Regions from separate parts of the Gossypium hirsutum genome. Here regions 2 and 3 are each linked to region 1. Evidence: chromatin contacts called from public Hi-C data. All regions are on one chromosome and are shown on one strand. Each heading gives the region's core, a stretch centred on a gene start, on an enhancer-like site or on the middle of the called end of the contact. The rest is flanking DNA. Distances are from core to core; before and after follow the strand shown.

Region 1 (2,549 bases), core at 13-2,512:
TTTATTATTTTCGATAAATATACAATTCCCGTTTTTTCTTTTCGTATTTTATGTTTTCTTAAACATACTTCTTTGTCATTTTACTTTTAATGTTATTTTCCTAAAATTTAAATTTCAAATTCCTAAGTAAATTTCATAAAAAAAATCCCTAATCAACATACAATGTGCATACCATTATTTTTTCATTCTAAATATATTTCATAAAATATATATGCTAAATAAAATAATAAAATAACTATAATGTACATAACATAAATTTTAAATACACAAATATTACAAAAAAATTAAATTTATAAATAAAATTACCTTTTTTTCTTTTTTTCCTTCCTTCCCTCCTCTTCTTTTTTTTTTCTCTTCTCCTTTCCTTTTCTTTCCTTCTTTCTTTCTTTTTTCTTCTCTTTTCCTTTTCTTCTTCTTCTTTCTTTTTTTCTCTTCTCCTTTCCTTTTCTTTCCTTCTTTTTCTTTCTTTCCTCTCCTTTCTTTCTTTCTTTCTTTCCCTCTCCTTCTGCCCCCACCATCGACCCCCCCTATTATTAACTGGTGCCGCCAATGGTATTGGCACCATTGGTGCCGCCAATGGTTTTGGCACCTTTGGTGCCGCCAATACCATTGGCGTGACCAAGGTCCCGTCACATCGATCTGATTTTTTTGCAAATTTTTTTGTTTTGTTTTTTTGTTTTTTTATATATTTTGGTAAATAAAAAAATTTATAACATTTTAGTAAATTTGTATTTTTTATAATATTTTTATAAAAAACCCTAGTAATTGCTCCACCCTTCATGTCCAGGTAAATTTCTTTTATATCCATATGTCTCTATTTAAACTTCTCCATAGACAATGTTGAAAATGTTTTTGGATAGATATTGACATAATATATATGTTTATATTTGGATGTTTTTATTCATATCTGGCTAACTGATTGTGACATTTCCACGAATAGTTGGGTTGTAATATTTGTTTCTAATTTTGGCAACATAAGATTGGAAGTTGTGGTTTGGCGACACAACAATTGCGGCCATGAGGGCATAGATTAGAAGTTGTGGTTTGGGTTTTGGCCTGTGATAGAAAATATTAATAGCTGATTAATTTATCACTTTTCAATAACCAATAACGTTAGTAATTAATTTATTATTTTTCGAAAGCTGATGATTGAATTGAAATTAAAATAATTATTTTATAAACTACATCAAAATTGAGTCATTGCTGATGTCATTTATCGTTTTTTTTAACCTCACAGCAGAACCGGCCACCCACTTCTAGTCCCTTGTCCTGACCAAACATAATGGGGTTGCGGAAACCAGACCAAACGGTGCTGTCCCCGAAGTCGAAACGTGGGAAATGTTAACTGCCAAGTGCCACGTTTTCTAAACTATTTGTTATGTTCTTAATACACTCCGTAACAAAAAAGGCTCGCCCTTTAAGACGTCCTTCTAAAGAGACTCCTGCCCTACGGGTCCTCTACTCAAGCTCAGTCTCAGTCTCAGCTCCACCAACTCCATCCTTCTCTCTGGTACAAACAATTCGATCATCTTTACTAATTTTTGTTTGCTTTAGTTTTACCTTCTCAATAATGCCTTTGGCTTCTTCAGTGACGCAGAATTTTAAAACTAAATGAACTATAATAGCCAAGCATTTATCTCAGAATGATGAGAACCAGCCTGCAGATGAATTGTACTTTTCATAGCTAATAACTTACAACTTTTGGGTTTTTCTTTTTATTTTCTTCCATTTTCTTTGACTTCTGGGTTGTACCCATTAAGGTGAGCAGTCTGCTTCCTTCTTTAGATAGATCTCCTGTTGGTAGTGCAAAAAAATATTCAGTTGGGGAAAATTCTCTTACTGTTGCAGGAAATATTTTTGATTGTGGAAAATTCTCTGCTATTTTAAAAAACTGACACTATTATTTTAATAGTAGATTATTCTTCTCTTTTTCTCTCGTCTGTTTCTTTTAGCAGTTTTTTGGGTCAAATTTTTTCGACTAATTTTTTTTTCCCGATTCTTTTCTAGAAAACCTTTATAAATATTGAAGTTCTGTGTTAACGTTAGGGGCGATCTTCACTACAAGATTACGGCGAATTTACTTCTAAGACAGCGATTTTTAGATGCCGCAGTGATTATTTTATATGTTTACATTTAGTTTATTTTCCCTGCTAATGATTTTGTTTTGCAGTAGGATATTTTCAACATCTCTAACACTTTCTATTGTTTTGTTGATCATCTGAGTTCTGAGTTGCAGTTCTCTTTGGTTAAAGCAAATGGAAGATACATGTAAGGATTGTAGGGACTGGGAAGAGGAAATCTTTTGGACCCATTTTCAGTCTGTACATTTCACACAATTTCTCCATGGTGATTTTCTTCAGCGGTTGGTAAGTTCCTGCTTTTGTCCTTTTTTGTTAGTGCGTTTTGCTTAGTTGAAGTGAAACTCTTTTTGGGGGAAAGAAAGAACTCTGATTGAAACATGCAGTTCATCCCTTGACTTTGCTTTTAGGGAAAACTGTCCGCCCTCTTTTGCCGATTATTAAAAAATTCTCGTGAAAGGTTCCACCTTG
Region 2 (2,549 bases), core at 32-2,531, 240 kb before region 1:
ATTGTTATTTAAGTTTTCTTTTTCTTTTTCTGAATGTCGCCCACATTGTTGAATTTTTTGTCAAATAAATTTGATTTTAATCAACAACTTTGTTAATGTAGCATGGCATTTTATTTGATGATTTTGTTGATGTCATTACTGATGTAATGTGACACCTCATTTGATAACTTTGTTGATGTGGTATGACATATCATCTATCACATAGTATTTTAAATTAAAATTATAAAAAAATAAGTATTTAAATTTTATAAAAATATGAAAAAATTATAAAAATAAAAAAAAATTGTAAAAAATTTATTGAAAAATTTGAGTCAAAACGTGATATTCTTTACGCATTGATCATCATTGATAACAATGGGTCGCCTTAATTGATTAAGAATGCATAGGAGGCGATGTTAGAGGCCACACTTTACTTATGGAATTGAGTTTGTTTGACGGGTCTTGAGGCAGTTCATGCTCTAGTGTCATTGATAGTTAAGGATGCAAGGGTAGGGATCATGGAGGATGCATGACGATGTTGACGCAAATTGCAAGGCGCAAAAAGCGAGATAGTCTAGTAGATACATCGTTTTTCTATTGGAATTGGTGCGTATTGATAACGCTTATTTTGGATTTATCAATATTTTTAAAAAATATTTAATATATATATTAATATTTACAAATATCAAATGGTTATATTAAATAAATTTCAATATAAAATATTCATGCACGAATCGGTTCATAATGTTGAGGAAAAGTTTGTATTATTCATTACTATAATAATAAAAAAGTATAAATATTATATTTTTTAACATTATTCATGTACCAGTAGGTGGAACGGTACATATCAATTAAAATGGTTGGAACTGACTACATTAGTAAAGAAAGTAAAGAAGTGATGCGGGAACCAAGTGAAGTTAGGGTTTTGGGTGATTTGTTGGATGACAAGATTAGAGTTAATGAAAGAATAAGGAAAAAAACACAGTGGTCAATGATGCGACGAGAAAGGGACGAAAGAAGTGAAAAAAATGGGTAATTCTAGATCCAAATCAAGTTAAATTTGAGTTGGTTTAAAAATAAATTCAGGTTCAAATCATATCAAATTCAGGTGAATTTGATAAAACCAAGTTAAATCGAGTTTAAATTCATGATTTGTTTGTAGAGACTATTAAACCCATTTTAAGTAGGCCCATGAAACTAAATTGTAAAAGGTATAAAATTGAAAGGCCTGGTATTGGAAAGGACAAAAAGGTTGGCATATGCGGCTAGAAAATTCCATTTTTGTAGACCGTCCTTACCATCTATATATATAAACAACCATTTTCCTCCCGCCATCCTCTTGAACAGCGGCTTCAACGGAATTTCCCAATCCTTTCCTTTATTTTTTCCAATTAAAATTATGCTTCGTTACTGCTTAAGATCTCGTCGGCGTTGCTATCTTCATTATACGCGACGGTTTTCCTCCTCGTCTCCCAACTCCGTTGAATCCCCTAACAATCTCAAAAACCGGCAACCCGTCCCTTCCCAATCACCGCCGCCGCAATATTTTCAAACTCAGCTTTCAACTCGCCCTTCTGCAACGGTTTCTCTTTCTCGAAATTCCGTTTTGGCCCTCTCCGCCACTCTCCTCTCCGCTATCGTCGCTTCCGTCGCTGTTTTATCTGCCAATGAAGGCAATGAATCCTCCGACGGTAACCCTAGCCCTAGGAGAAGTCCTCTTTACGACTCAATCGAGCACACGATGCAAAAATCGAACGAGTCCTTCCGGAGGATCGTCCACCAAGCCAAACAAACCAGCGTCGCCGCCTCTGTTTTGTGGCAATCGTTGAGGTCGGTGATGTCATCCGCAAACCACGAAGTTCGGGCTGGGTTCGAGCTACGCGTGGCGTCTTTGCTTGCGGACATTGCCGCTGCCAATGCGAGCCGCAGAGCGGCGATTGTGAACGCTAGTGGCGGCGCGGTAGTTGATTGGCTGCTGGAGACGGTAGCAGTGGGCAAAGCAGATGTTTGCGGCACTCAGGCCGAGTCGGCGAGGGCATTGGCTTACTTAATTGCGGATCCCGACGTGCGCAAAGACGTGCTTGGAAGACCAGGCGCCGTTTCCTATCTGTTGAGGTTCATTTTTTCATGTCAACCTCAAAATAAATCTAAAAGGGTACGTTTTTATTTCTTTTTGTTATCTACTGATTATGAAAATGTAACTTTTTTGCACCCTAATCTTGTTGGTGCTTCTAAGTTTTTTGTTTTACCATTGATAAATAGCTTTTGTGTGGGAGCAGCATTCGGGTCGTAGTTCATTCGATATTTCTGATTCTTTGAAAGGTAGAAGTATGCTTGTGGCTGCTATAATGGATATTGTTACATCCAATTGCGAGTGTGTAGAAAAGGAATCTTTTAAGCCTTGGCTACCGGGAAATGCAGAAATGAGAGATATTGCTGCAGCTGTTCAAGTTATTGAAGAAGGTGACATGCATTTAGACGAGGGAGAGAGAAATGATGATGATGATGATGGTGGAAGAGGGATGAAAGGGATTGGAATTAAAATTCTTGAAGGGACGACTGCTATAGGG
Region 3 (2,549 bases), core at 21-2,520, 140 kb before region 1:
ATATGAATAGTGAAGAGGCTTGAAGATGAAAAGTTAAGAGGCTTGAATATGAAAAGATACACACATGCATGAATAGTCACAACTCCTAGCATATAGTGATATAGATAAATAGTCACTTACAACTCCTATATAAAGAGTTGTATGTGATGAAGAATTATTAACTTTGTGTGCTTGAAATAAAAGATTATTTGAAAGAATTTTTTCATACAAAATTTATTTCTCTTCTCCATTATATTCTTTATCATTTTCTTTGTTTTATTTCTCCAAATATTAATCATTCAACTACATGGCCTGTCAGCAATAAAGAAAAGTCGGTCACAAGCATAACCAAAGGTGTTCCATTTTTTTTGCTTTGCCCCATTGTCCATGGATGAAACAGTGGAACATGAGCTGAACCTCAATAATTAGTGAGAATTTGTGATGGGTTTTCTTCTTCTTCTTCTTCTTCTTTTCTCTCTTTTATTTTTTTATTTGGGGGGGGAGGAAGCATAAAGCAGATATATCAGAGAGTCACATGCTATAAACCCAACATTACAAGAGTCCTTTCTTTCCTCCTTTCGAGAGTGTTTTTCTCAACACAAGTTGTGGTCCGACCTCCTTTTATCGTATCTTTTTCACCTTCCTCTCTTCACCCTAATTAATTACTATAATTTTGTAGGCATAGGCATATGAGGTTGAAACACAATTAGCTTTGTATTTAAAAATTGATGAGTAAATGTCAACATTAACGACAGAATGTGCAGCAAATTAAAGATCGAATTTGCAATAAGGAAATAGTGAATTATGATGTCCTACAAATAGAAACTAGAATCCGCTATGAACTTGAGAGTATTAGATCTACTTTGTTTTTTGTTGATGCAATTTCATTGATTAAGAAGTGTTTGTTGGTGGAAGGTATTGAATGGGTGCTTCTACTAATATTTGTTAAATGATTTACTACCAAGCTTATGCTTGTATCTCTTTTTGTACAACAACCTTAATGTTTTCACAATTGAAAATATACACAATATAATAAAAAAATAAATCAAATTTATTAGATTACCACTGAATAATAAATTCATATTAAAATTAAATAACCTTGATTGAAATGTAAAGTTTTTAAATTTTATTATATATATTTCTAAATTATATATAAAGGGAACGTCTCTTTCAGGCTTTCTTCGTCTTCTCTACCCCACCTCAAAGATTCCACGGATAATGAAAACCAAGTAGACCCCTCCTTGGTCCCCATTTCTCCCTCTATATTAATTTTATCTTTGTAATTCTACTCACAATAGCCCCCTCCCTTGAATTGAATACTTGAAACAAAGTCCAACGATGCCACCCATTCACTCCAGTCCATATTTCCAAATGGATAATCCGGCAATACTGTCTTTGCTCCGGCCAACTCCCGGCGAAAAGCACCGGAAATCCACCAGTAGTAGTGGCGGTCTCTTGCGTATGTTCAAGCTTTTCCCCATGCTAACCTCCGGGTGCAAGATGGTAGCACTATTGGGTCGACCCCGGAAGCCAATGCTTAAAGATAGTGCTACAACGGGTACAATTTTCGGGTATCGTAAAGGCCGAGTTTGCTTAGCCATACAAGACGATCCCTACAGCGTGCCCATATTCGTGATTGAACTACCAATGCTAACCAGCTTACTTCAAAAGGAAATGGCGTCTGATATTGTGAGAATAGCTTTGGAGAGTGAAACCAAGACGCATAAGAAGAAAGTGTTGGAGGAGTTCGTGTGGGCAGTGTTCTGCAATGGCAGAAAGATGGGTTATTCTATTAGAAGGAAACAATTGTCGGATGACGAGTTTCATGTCATGCAGCTTTTGCGAGGGGTTTCGATGGGTGCTGGGGTGCTTCCTAGCCCAAACGACAAGGAAACAGTGACGGCCGATGGGGAACTGACGTATATGAGAGCTAGATTTGAGAGAGTGGTTGGATCAAAGGACTCGGAAGCTTTCTATATGATCAATCCAGATGGTGCAGCATCTGGTCCTGAACTAAGTATTTTCTTTGTAAGATCTAATTAGAATTTCCTTTTGTGTTCATTTAGATACTTGGATATTTTACTTGTGTACCATATCAACTTTTCTCTTTAATGTTTGTGAATTACATGAATGCCCCAAAAACCAGGCTTCCCTCTCTCAAAACTGGGACTATGAATTAAAATGTTCATTCAACATGTTAAATCATGTTTACAATCTGTCAATTGGTCTGAAGTTAGTTTGATCTGCAAATTTCTGGTTCTGGTTAAGAAAATACAAAGCAACCCCACAGGTACTAGCTACCTTAGTTATTGCTTCCTTTAGAATCAAATCAAAATCCACTCATCAAAATAAGTAGTTTCACGAAGTTGGAAAATAATAATAATAATAATAATAATAATAATAATAATAATAAATTAATATGTAATTTTTCTAATTTTGTCCAAAAGTAACTAATTGATATTTAAACTTTTAATTTCTATGTGACACTAATAATTAATTAGTTGATAACATGTGGCAGCCTTTCAATATACCACGTGATAAATATAAATTTAAAAAATATATAAATTTTA

The links. A called contact is a pair of places that touch in the nucleus more often than the background predicts.
Region 2: a contact with region 1 is called in a Hi-C map of leaf, with 2.3 times the contacts expected there. The contact joins the promoter of LOC107918068 here to the promoter of LOC107922557 in region 1. A contact is called at or near these places in 6 of 34 Hi-C or Micro-C datasets (callus and leaf).
Region 3: a Hi-C map of leaf shows a contact between it and region 1, with 3 times the contacts expected there. The contact joins the promoter of LOC107920912 here to the promoter of LOC107922557 in region 1. A contact is called at or near these places in 4 of 34 Hi-C or Micro-C datasets (all in leaf).

Annotation. Positions count from the first base shown.
Region 1 is chrD01:20,007,569-20,010,117 of Gossypium_hirsutum_v2.1, reverse strand. LOC107922557 (B3 domain-containing protein REM16) reads left to right here and starts at 1,262. Exons shown (of 5, transcript XM_016852643.2): 1 at 1,262-1,510; 2 at 2,237-2,366. The coding sequence starts at 2,256.
Region 2 is chrD01:20,252,082-20,254,630 of Gossypium_hirsutum_v2.1, reverse strand. It overlaps LOC107918068, which reads left to right and starts at 1,281. Exons shown (of 11, transcript XM_016847573.2): 1 at 1,281-2,134; 2 at 2,259-2,549. The coding sequence starts at 1,379.
Region 3 is chrD01:20,146,971-20,149,519 of Gossypium_hirsutum_v2.1, reverse strand. It overlaps LOC107920912 (protein MIZU-KUSSEI 1), which reads left to right and starts at 1,270. Exons shown (of 1, transcript XM_016850744.2): 1 at 1,270-2,181. The coding sequence starts at 1,318. The coding sequence ends at 2,022.